Regions from separate parts of the Anas platyrhynchos genome. Here region 2 is linked to region 1. The links are chromatin contacts, called in public Hi-C maps. All regions are on one chromosome and are shown on one strand. The core of a region is the stretch at or near the end of the contact, and the rest is flanking DNA. Distances in the headings are between cores, read along the strand shown.

Evidence for each region. A called contact is a pair of places that touch in the nucleus more often than the background predicts.
Region 2: a contact with region 1 is called in a Hi-C map of subcutaneous adipose tissue, with 2.0 times the contacts expected there. The contact joins two enhancer-like sites. A contact is called at or near these places in 3 of 8 Hi-C or Micro-C datasets (liver, skeletal muscle and subcutaneous adipose tissue).

What each region holds. Positions count from the first base shown.
Region 1 is chr2:144,585,975-144,592,012 of IASCAAS_PekinDuck_T2T, forward strand. The region is part of intron 1 of ITGB1 (integrin subunit beta 1); the gene reads right to left. Among named protein-coding and RNA genes, the nearest start is that of ITGB1, 16 kb to the right of the region's middle. Within about 2 kb of position 4,132, at least 2 of the 8 cell types and tissues checked have an H3K27ac peak or open chromatin away from gene starts, as enhancers often do. A contact at or near this core is called in subcutaneous adipose tissue, where this site is marked.
Region 2 is chr2:144,621,750-144,627,818 of IASCAAS_PekinDuck_T2T, forward strand. No RefSeq gene overlaps it. Among named protein-coding and RNA genes, the nearest start is that of ITGB1, 19 kb to the left of the region's middle. Within about 2 kb of position 4,277, at least 1 of the 8 cell types and tissues checked has an H3K27ac peak or open chromatin away from gene starts, as enhancers often do. A contact at or near this core is called in subcutaneous adipose tissue, where this site is marked.

The sequences.
Region 1 (6,038 bases), core at 2,882-5,381:
GATGAATTTTCATCTAATACAACTGTATTTATAAACCAAACTCTCATTTATAAGACATCAAACAAGGCAGCTGCTACTTAAATTCTTTTGAAACACTCTTGTTAGATAGACTCTTAAGATAACCGAAATTTGGAAATTCTGTTCAGTCAGGGCAAAAAACAAAACCAAAAAACCCCAGCCTATTAACATCCCATCCAAAAATATCTATGCTCTGAATGTTACCAGGGAAAGACTTCAAAATAAAGATACCCGAGAAGTATGAGAGAAATACAGGTTCTCTATTCAAGCCTCTGCTTTAAGGTAAGAAAAACTTCAAGGCCCTTTCCAGAATCTTTTCCTAGGAATCTTCAAAGGGTATTTTACAGCCTAACTTGGCACCTTATACTCCAAACTAGAAATTTCCTCTCAAAATACGTAACCTAAAGCATCCTTGATATAAATTCAGCTTTTTTTTCTTCTTCTTTAGGGATAAGGATAATTAAGGGGTACCGTTCTTATTAATGAAAAAACTCTTTACCCTTTTTCCAAAGCTACAAACCTTAATGAAAACCTGCTCCAAAAAAATAAATACATGCAACCTTTATAATATGTAAGTTTTATAAGATGAGATTTGAATGCCTATAAACCACAACTTAAGGTCACTGAACTGTAATTTTCCATAATTATTAGAGACTTCACTTATTACTCCAGAGTTAGGACTACTGACTAAAAACAGGTTTCAAACAGACCATTTTTTTTGGCCAAATTTTATTCTCCTCCAATAGTAGATAGCCACCCGAAATCAGTTTTCACAAATTTTATACAACTTTGAAATTTTGGTGTTATTTTAAATTCCATTTCTCTATTATTCATTATAAGACCAAGAACTTGGAGCCTGGCCACCAATTTCCTTTGTAGCCCTAAAATGTTACTGCTAACTGCAGCCTTTCCAGGCATCCTAAAAATACCTGAATTCATAACAAGTTTTTGTTCTAAAAGCTATCTTGCAATTTAGCCAAGAGAATCTCTTAAAATGAACCTGCCATTTTCTGGAAGAGGTACCATTATTCATATAAATTAGCAGCAAAGAGTGCAGTGCTTAAATTAGCACAGCAGTTGAGTTTTGGTTTTCCCACACTGATTTAGGGCCATTCATAATTGTAACTTTGCATATCCAGGCCTAACTTAGATGGGACAGCTGCTCTAAAATCTAGTGGAGGTTTCAAACAGGAGCCAACCCTTTGTTAATAGATTTTATCCAACAATAATGTTAGATGTCTCATATTTTTCTGACAAATCATTTTGGCCCACTTTTGCCTTCAGCGGATCCTGCAGCCAGAGGGCGGGGGAAGTTTAGACGTAGGAGAATTGAGAGAATTTGGTGTGGGATAACTGCTAGATGGTGGGCACAGGCACAAAAGAAACTTCTGGTAAAAAAAAAAAAAAAAAAAAAAAAGGAAACAAAACAAACAGAAAAACTGAACTGTGAACTACACCCAACCCAACTTTTGGGCATTACTCTTTGCACAGCTAACTCGGATTTCTCCCTCTGGCCATCCCTTCAGAGGTGTTGCTCCTTCATGAACACCCAGCATTAAATGGGCTGGCTGTCTAAGCAAGCCCCTTCTAAATCAAATGCGTGTGACCGCAAGCCTTGCTGAGAGGGTAAGTGTGATCCAAAAAAGAGCCGAGGTGAGAGAAAGGGTGTGAGGTTGGTGAGGAACACCAGTCAGAGGGCCACGAGCAGCCTGGAGGGGAAGGCCTCACGGGGCCGCTGAGCTTCCTTCTGGCCTGGCTTCGCGGAAGCCATGTTGTGTTTAGGCAACCTTGCCCCCCCCAGATGAAGGGATATACTGCTGCCATGCCTTAAGTTTTGCTTTAAGTACAGCCCAGAAACGGGGTGGTCTTTTCAGTACGAAAAAAAAAAACAAGCTGCTGGCATCGGTTTAGTACTGTCTTTTCTGTTGGCCAAGATTATAAACAGTTCACCTTTTTAGGGCAGACTAGCAGTGGATGCACAGCGAGCCCATGTAGACTATATAAATAAGCCAGCAGAGATGTGACACAGTGCTAAAACTATGACTAAGACGATTTGGAAAAGAAACGTTCCTGTGGAAATGCATCCACATGATGAATGCAGCTCTGGGCACCGATTCCCCGTGAAGTTAACGAGGAAAATGTCCTTTCCCTTTCCCATATAAGGCCGCCACGGTGCCTCTCCTCAGCTGCTCGCCTGCCCTCCCACGTGCTCCGCTCACTTCCTTCACCTCCACCGCTGAATGGCTTTTCCATCTGTGAGGGCTGGAACAACTTCAGGAAAGATTTGCTGGTGTGGACGCTGCTTGGACTGCAAACCTCCTCCTAGCCCCTGCTGCAACCTGTTCATGGCAGTGTCAGACCCGCTTGCCCTGTGGGTCACCGCTCAGCACTCCGGATTGCCGTGCTGCCAACTTGTAAGTGAAGGGAATAAGCAAAACCCAAAACCAGTAACGCCCAGCTACACCAGACCGTCAAAAGAAGCCCTTGGAAACCTCTGGCGGAACAGGAACTAAATCCTGTGTTGGTATTCAACCACAGAATATGGGAACAGAAAATAACCCATTGTTACAAGGAAAAAAAAATGAAGCTTTTTGCACAACTTTTACACATTTTCCTATTACACTTGTTGTTCCCCTTTTAATTAAATCATTGAAAAATATCCCAGAATCCTTGAAAAAGTGATTTTTCCCCTGAAAAAGCAGCTCAAAGCATTCAAAAGGTAAGCTTGCCAAGAACTGAAACCTCTCTATAATTAACAACTAAATCACAACCTGGATCCTTTTAAAAAGGCTGCAAATGGTGTGCTGTTGTAAAGCTCATTTTAAAATTATTTCTGTATGTTTGCTAACCCTAATCTATTTTTGTTAAATATTTTAGGAAGACAAACACAGGCATAACCTTGAGTGCTTGAACTAGTTGCTTTCCAAGATTTTTCACTAAGTGCCTCATCAAACAGTAATGTTTGAATAGACTTTTTTCAGTACGAAAAAAACAACCCAGCTTTTATGTACGTCTCTGAAGCTTCTAATTTGAAATAAGAGACTCATCAAGTGACAACAGAAGTAAAGGATTACTTCTCTGCAATGAGACTAATTTTAAATTTGCAAATCAAGTATCAACACCTTTGTATTCTGCTCATCACCATGTATTTAGAAATAAAATTTACTCCTCCATATTACTAAAGCCTTTTGCAGGTTTTTTTCTTTAAATTAGAACAGCAATAGCATCTGTGTAGAAAATCAACTGGGCAAATGGGATCAAGAAAAAAAAAGATAAACATTGTGGAAGCATTAATTCCTTTGAAATTAAGTGTCAGTGGTTAAGATGCTCAACCACTGCAGCATTGTCCCAGTCCATCAAGCAGCTCCTCACCTCACCCTGGGCTCCAGCATCCATGTGGCCAATGCCAAGCAAAGGATCAAAAAAAGTACGAGGCATCTGCCTGCATGGTGTATTGAGTTGGGCCTTGCTGCAAAACTTTATACGCAAATGCATATCCATGCTTCAGAACGAAGGGGAAGTATGCACAGGTCAGACACCCAGCAAGAATTGAGTTGTTGTGCAGAAGCCACCTTTTTGAGGCAATAACCACAGAGCCTGCTTACCCACATCCCCACAGACCACTCTAACTAAGCTTATAAAACTAGAAATGAATAAGCAGCTCACACTTTTGGACTAGCATTTGTGCTTCCTGCAGACTGACACCTCTATAAATCAGCCGTGTTTTCACGGGTTTAAAGCTTGATTGAGAAATGCTGTACGGAGTTAATCCCTTCTAAAACTGAGATGATGTTTACAACAGCCACTTTGACCTAGAATGGAAAGTTACTAAAGAGAGCTGTTCCATCCTACTCCTCCTTGTTGGTAATTCTTACTACTTTCCTTTCTGACCTGTCACCATTAATAAAACCACCACCAAGAGCTAGAGCAGTGAAATGATCTGGCGGTTGCACTAAGCCAGCAAAGAAAGTACCTGTTTTCAGCCACTGGGTACAAAAACGCTCATCCTGGTATGGCAGAGGTGGTGAGAAAAACCAGATGGGGATGGAGGAAAAGAGAATTGGGAGAAGAACAAAGGATGCATCTGCCCCGCACAGCCTGTGGCTGTATGCTGGGCTGGAGTAGTCACACGGTCAGCCCCGACCCCCAGTCGCCAAGGCTCTGTTTATAAAAGGAGCAGGAAGAGACATGTTTCTAAAATAAGCAGAATTAAATACTCTCTGGAGACGTCTGATTCAGTACTCGATGGATACCGTGCTAAAAAAGTTTTCTTCATTCACTCCAGAAAGTTTACCGGCTTTACCTAAAGGCCTGACTTTTCAGTGTGAATTTTAGAGACTGGCAAGATGTATCCCATTCACACTTCTGTAAAAGATGGAAGATAAAAAGGACATGGCAATTTTCCTTAACTGGAAAAAAAAACAAACCTGGTGACATGGGACAGATACTAACAACAGCAACCCACACTACTGTCAGCACTCCTGATGGCCACAACTGCAACTGATGTTCACTGCAAAGCCGAACTTGCCCAGATATGCAACAACTGTACGCACTATCCCTTCTGCTTGTACAACAGTTCACTGCTATTCAGCAAATCACTGTAAAAAGATGGTGTTAAACCAGTGTCTTCCTGCTCTCTCTCTTTAGTTTATTGGTTAAAAAAGCACAGGTGCAAAAATGAAAATGTTTCACGCCATAGAGTTAATCTTGGTATTTTGAATCAAAGGTGTGGGGTAGATTTTCCAACAAAACTAAAATAGGTAATTCCTTACTTGATACCTTAGCAGCTATCTTATTTAATCAACAAGAATGTTGCTGTGACACTGAATTCTAGCTGGAATACACTGCTTGCACTGCAAAACCTGGGACCACCACATCAAAAATATACCTGGAGCATCATTCCACATGGCAGTGGAGATTTGGGGTATGCACTGAGAGCTGAAAAAATAAGCAAGACATGTTAAAGAACCCAAACCTTCACTCACCCTGCAAAACTGCTTGCTTCCCAGCTGCAGACCTGGCTTTTTGCTCAGTGCCCTGAGGACACGCTTTCACAGGCAGGCCCAGCTGCTGACCCTGAAGCGACAGAGATCAGCGAGCTGGGGGTTCGTGGGTTGGGAACATAGTGGAAATGGTTGAGAATGACACTGGAAATGCAGGCTCAAGAGTGGGACTTTGCAGTATTACAATTCACACAGACCTAAGCCTGTTTGCACCAGCTTAGTGCATGGTTCAGCAAGAGCAAGATGTTCCTTCCCTCCCGGAGAGCTTAACAGACCTTAACAGATCACCGCAGTAATATGGAAAGAATGGGACATTAACCCAGATTAATGTGCAAAATAAGAAATTCTTTAGTACTGAAACAGCTTTTGCACAAAAATTCATCACATCAAGACTGCTTACTCAAACTGTGTCCTGAAAAAGCTTTAAGTTAAGACATAACGTCTTCAGCTACTGTGAAGCCACAGGATAAACCAACCGGCAGCATTTCACACTGGCCTTCATTTCTCTTTGTTATTATCTCTAAGTTGATGGAATAAAACAAGCATGTTCAACAAATACTTGTGACAAGCATTTCCACAACCACTCTGCTCTACTGGGGCATCATATGTTAAAGTAATATACGATGCACAAGATAGGACTTATATTTCAATTACAAAGGGAATCTATAGGAAACTAGTTTCCTGCTCAGGTTAGGGAGCCCAAATCCTCTAGTACGGTTATCTGAAGTTATCTGACACAACTAGTGTATGTCATGGTTTGGTTCAGAAAATTTCTCTGCAGAGCTGGGAGTCCAGAAAAAGGCAAAAATGCACATTTCTGAATTGAGAATCACCGGGAAACGAACCGTAATTCTGCAGCCTCTGCAAGGGAATCTGTGTCCACCTCCTGTGTTTAGGAAGGAGGACAAATATATAACACAACTGGTTTGCTGAGAGGCTCAGTAATGTCTTGTATCACGTAACTACCCAGTTAGTTAGTTTAAGCAGAAAAGTGGCTTAAGATTTACTAAAAAGCAT
Region 2 (6,069 bases), core at 3,027-5,526, 36 kb after region 1:
ACATAATTACCTCTAATGCTAAGCTACACCAAGAAGCACATAACTAACATACTTATTTTTGAAGGACACCAAGAAGTAACCTTTGAACCAAAGTTTACCCTTGTAAACAAAAGAAGCTGAATTTGTTTTCTGAGAATGGATTGTGAGAGCAAATATTTCTGCATGAGATGTGTTTTTTTTTTGCATTCCAGAAATAACTGGTGATTTATGTGTTCTGTAGATATGCAATCCATTCTAAATTAGTATAATTTTCATTTCAAAATGTACTGTTTATACTTTTTTTCTAAATCTTTAATAAATATTTTAAGTAAAACTTGAAACAGTTTGTCCTATTGGGTATGTCCTCTTCTCTACTCCAAGTTAGAATGATTTTGTTCACTAGTATTTGATCAAGAGCCTCTCAAAGTATGCCTGTGTTTCAGTTACTGCTGTAGTTAGTGTAAGAGGAAAACTATCTGAGCTAGTTTCAAACTGAAATTAGCATGGTTACTCATAGCTCCATAGAAATGGCCAAACGAAACTTAGAATGGTTTGCAGCATCTACTTAGGAAGGCTCTGTGGTTAGAGTCGAGCTCTGTGGTGTCATGGTTATCCTCCTTGTCATATCTGAAGTAGATGGGGAAGAGCTAGTTTGTGCATATCTGCATATTGGCCAAGAATACTGCTGAAACTACAGTCATGACATGACTTTTATGAAGTGGTTCTTCAAGCCAACTTGCCTTCACTGTTTAAGATACTACAGTTAATGTCACAAGCGCTTCCTGACATGAAATTGTTGCAGACTACATGTATGAAATGGTTCTAATTTTTATAATAAGAAACAAGGTGTCTTGGTTTGTCAGATGTGATTTATATATGACTTTTTATAACTCAGCTCTTCTGTTGTCTAGACACTAATATCTGTCTGCTTGTATTAATAGAGCAATTTCTGGCTAATTTTGAATTCAGACAGCCTGTCAATATTTCTTTTACCCCTTTCAAAACAAATCACTTTTCTGCTCAACTTATAAGTCTGGAAGATTCTCATAAACCAAGTTTAACTGTGTTCTGAATTTCAGACCCCCTCTGTAAACAGTAATGATTACATGAAATGACAAAATAAATCACCTATATACCTCCTGCTAATCTTGGAAGACTTCATATTTCTGCAGCCATATTGCAGCCATATCACATTTAATGGGTCCATGTATGTCAGTGAAAGGGATTCATAACGTGAGAATAGAACAAAGATGCTGTAATTCTTTGCTGAACAGTGCTTTGTGTTCAAGCAACTGACCTGATGGGACACTGAAAGCAATTCTTTCACACACTTGTTATCCATTGTGTTCTGAAGGGGCCTTCACAGCGTTAGAAGCATCTTACACAATTCATGCATTGTAGCAGTTCTGCTAACACCACATTGGATCCGAAGGAGCTGAAATACTGGGTCTGTAACAGTGAAAGAGGCTCTTTATTCATCAATTATAAAGCCATAAGGGATCCTTGAGATCATCTAGTTTATCGTCTGCATAACACAAGCCCTGCATAAATTCCTGTTTGAATAAAGTCTATCTTTCAGAGAGTGTTTCACTGATCACTTGAAAGACACAGCTGATGGGGAAGCCACCACAACCTTGCATGTTTCGTCAGGATTAGCAGTTTACTGCCTGAAGCCTGCTGCCGATTTGGAGCCTAGATCACACTGCTCCTGTTCCCAGTCTGCTCTTGTTTCCTGTGGACTGTTATAAAGTGACCTCTTTGGCTTCTTGTTGTCTACTGGATAGCAGATAATATAGAGCAGAATAATAGGATATGTCTAGATAAAATATTAATGAAAATATTAACATTTAATTCCTGTGTTGTTTTATTAAAGTAAATGTTGCTAAGATCCTACAACCAAATTTCAACAGTTGCTCTAGAGTGTTAGCAAAAAGTATTTAGGTGTCTGTATGTTAAAGATGCAGAAGAAGGCCCAAGGGCACTTTCAGACAAGCTAGTAGGCATCTGACTCTGCAGTGCTGAATGCCCTCATGAAGAAATGTCTCTTTCTTATTTCACTCATTTCCTGTCAGTTTGGTAAAACTGCATACAACGAGTCATCATGTGGAGGCACAAAGCGTAGTTCTGAAAGTGGTAGAGCTGTATCAGTGCACAACTGGTCCCAGGTGCAGGACCTCTGCCTCTTAAGGTCGCTTCTTACTCCGTCCTCATTCCAGGGGGGTGGGGGGGTGGGGGGGGTGGTATGTTAAGCTGTTCCCATACTGTTAGGAAACCTCCAATCAATCTTCATTAATTTGCTGCTATTAAGTTCCTGTGAGACATCCGTAGAAATCTGTTTGTGAAAACCTGAGAATTTTCTGAGATGTATTTGTGTCATGGTGTGGAGGTGAAAGAAATACAGAACAAGTAGATATGTAGATGGCTTAACTCTAGCAAATATCTTGCATGAAAATTGTTGGATAATTACCAAATTAAAAAAAAAAATAATCCCATTAATTTCAAGCAACAAACATATAGAATTAGCAACCATAGTTCCAAGTAACATGAAAAATATATGGCTCTTTACAAAAAATGGGAGAACTGTTTACATATACTTGGCTACTTTCTATCCCTTAATTATATACAGCTGTTACAAGCAAGTTGTCACCACACACAAGCTTGCAATAATATTTTTTTGAAGTGTACTTCCTGTAAGCTGGAGTAAGGACTTGCATAGTACTGCAAATTTTTCATCATTTTTTTAACCATGGCATCCTTGAAACAGATATTATTTAACTCAAATAGACTGGACTGCTTACTGCCGGATAACTTTCTAGGTTAATGACACTTGCAGGCATACATTCTTCCCCCAAGGCCTCTACTTTTCCATCTCAGACCAGTCACGCAACTATGTGGAAACATGCCTTGTTGTATGAGGCGCAGAGAAGAGATGCCCAGGACCATTCCTGAAGGAATGCAGTACTGTAGGGTTCAGCCAGTTACTCTGAGCTGAGATACCAGAGCAAGTTAAACACAAATAAAACTACTTATTTACACAGTTGAAAATAGGTAACAAGAAATGCAAAATGTGAAAATACATGAATGGAAATGAAAGTAAAAAAAAAAACAAAACAAAACACAACACTCATCTCTGCTGGAGACTTTGGTTAGCAGTAAAGGCTGATTTCTCCCGTTCTGAGTCACCTCTCAACCACGTGGGTGCCTTATACTGGTCTTGGCTCTACATCCTGGGGATGCTTTCACAGAAGAGGGTCCTGCTTCTGAAGAAGAGGAGTAAGAAATCACTCAGAGTCAAGGCTCCCTTACCCACTCTTACATCATATAGTATGTGTTAATCCAAGCAAGGAAGGCTTTTTGCCCTTCCTTCCAGCAAACTGCATTTACGGCTTCCTGCTTAGGTGAGTTTAGAATTGGATCTTTCTCAAGTAATCATGACATGGTTTCAAATAAGCTATGGCAATTACTAACAGCTCAGGAAGTTGAAAGTTCGCATCTTTTCAGTTAAATTATAACCTCACTCACACAGAGAAGTTGCACCACCTTATACTAATGTGATGACTGTGTAAAGTGGCACCAGGAATTGATAGGCTTAGTCTTTTGGAAATGAGCTATAAAGAGTCCTATAAATGCTTTTCCTTGTTACGTGCTTTTTTATTTTTTTTTTTATTTTTATTTTTATTTTTTTCCCCACAAGGGAGTTTTTGACAATATATATATATTTTTCCCAGAATTAAAACAGACCCATGCTAAGCACTGGTACAAAACAGCACATGAATTTGGAATAGTAAAATGCATCTGTTTCCCTGGGCTTTTGGATCTCTTAGGATGAGGAAAAAATCTTATCAGTGTATAAAGAGTAGAAGTGAGTACTGGATTTTTCTTACAAACTGAAACACAGATCCTTTAATGGAAACCATGTGAGTGATTATTATATCACTTGAATCTTGTCCCAGCAGTTGTCTTTTGAATTAATTATAGCTGCTGCTGAACCAAGTGGGCTTTTCTTTGCTTGCCACGCTATTATTTTATATTGCACTGAAACAACAGTATTCCCTTCCCTCTCAACAAGCCACTAAATAAAATCTGTTTACTTTCTGAAGCTGCCAAATTATGCAGAGTTATAAGTAGAAAAATAATAGTTCTGATGGAGAAAGAGGGGTGAGGTTTTATTGGGAAGGCCCAGTGGGTTTTATAGTGTGCTGAGACTCGTGTTTTGCACTCGGTCCCTTAGTTACGTTCCAGGCTGATGCTTTAAAAAGGATTTTTAATTTCTGAACCAAAAAAGAAATAATACAGTGGTTGTTGTGTGCCATCTAGTGTTCCTCGAAAGAAGTAGGTTTTCTGCGGAGGATTGCCGGAGGCCTCGTCTGGATGTCCCCTACTGGACAGCTGTCCTCTACAGGACAGATGTCTCGCAGCCTGTGTTTGATAAGAAACCTGTGCAAAAGGCTTGCAAGTCATGTGCTGGGTGATGGCACAAGGCTGGGTGAAGGGAAGGAAGGAAGAAAGGGAACAGCAGAGAGGAGAGCACTAAAGCAGTCCTTACGAATTACATATGGATACCACAATTAAAATAACCCTTGTGGGTTGCACTAAAATATAGCAAGGATCAAATCAATGCTGTGGCAGTCCCTGGACTTGAAGAACAGAAATTTGGCTTAAAGCAAATGAACTGAATGTTCCCATGCTACAGCTGAAGGTCTGAATATAGATGCGGTGTAGTTCAAATCCTATTTCAGTACCGTGTTGGCTTCATGTCCAGGGGCGCTGCAGGAGACACCGTCCTCACAACGAGAAGGAGTGGTCGACATACTCATCTTTCTAAACTTTCTATACTATTATGATTTATTATGTCTCATTTTCAATCAGTCTGTTTTTATGATCCAAAAATAACTAAAGTGAATGCTTGGAGATGGGTGTTACGGTTAGTAACAGGCTAATTATAAATGGTGTAAACAAAATACGACTGGAGAGCAGAGAAACTTGCAGGGAATGTAGTAACAAGAAGATGGTTTGAACCTCACCAATTTAACAAAGAAAAACTGGTGAAAATTTGGAAAATTAATTCCACATGGCCCAAGTCTCAGAGAACCAAGCCTTGAAGATTGTCATTTAGCTCTGCTGTTGCTTATGTGAATTTTACGGATGACCATGGAGCAAACATTTGAAACCATACATTTTTCTATGCATTAATGAGGAAGTGAGCTGTTGAGAAAGGGAACATTAAGTGGAATTGAAAATATTTGAATTAGAGAAAGCAAATACTACTGGGTGTGGGGAGGGAAGGAAGCAGATCTGAACAACAAGTCGAAGTTCAAGCTGGATTTTGACAGGCCATATTTTTGTCAGGCGCCTTTGTTTCGGTTTAGCTTAAATGTAAATTATTTTGGAAAGATATTCTTTCCAAAGGAAGGTCAGCGTAAGCAAACTCATATAAACAATGTAGAAAGAAAATCTAAGCTGGTAACTCGTTCTGTGTGTGTTCTATGGTTGCAGGTAAAATTCACAGTGAAAAATACTTATTATTAGAAAGCACTATGGGAAGTCATTCAAGAACAGCAATTGATAGCATCAATAAAAATAATTGAACTGACAGACATCTAAAGAATATGACAACCTTATTTTTGGGACCCCTCAAAAATTCAGGGCAATCCAGTGTATGCACACAATGAATCCATCATATTTGATATAAAAGGTAACAAAAAATAATCGTGGTGACTATTACGAGTAAGAATGTTTCAGATTTATCCTCACAAGCAGCACACGACCCAAGACAGGCAATTTTACATTTTCACATCACTGACATCTTTTAATTCAGTTGATTTTGGCTTTCACTACCTCTGCAGATTCTTTCTAATATTGTAGTCACTTTTTCCTTAATATTTACCTCAGTAATTGAAGCAAAAAGTTATACAGACTTTTCAAAATGATTTAGAAAATCAATCAACTTGAACAAACCCAAGAAATATCCTGTAGACCAAAGGGTAAGTACCCATCCCCTTTCCTAACCAGTTGCACATTCTTTTGAATTAAGTCAAAATGCTTTAGGAAATTCAGGATTCTTTTTCTCTTAAACGAAACTTCTCTAAA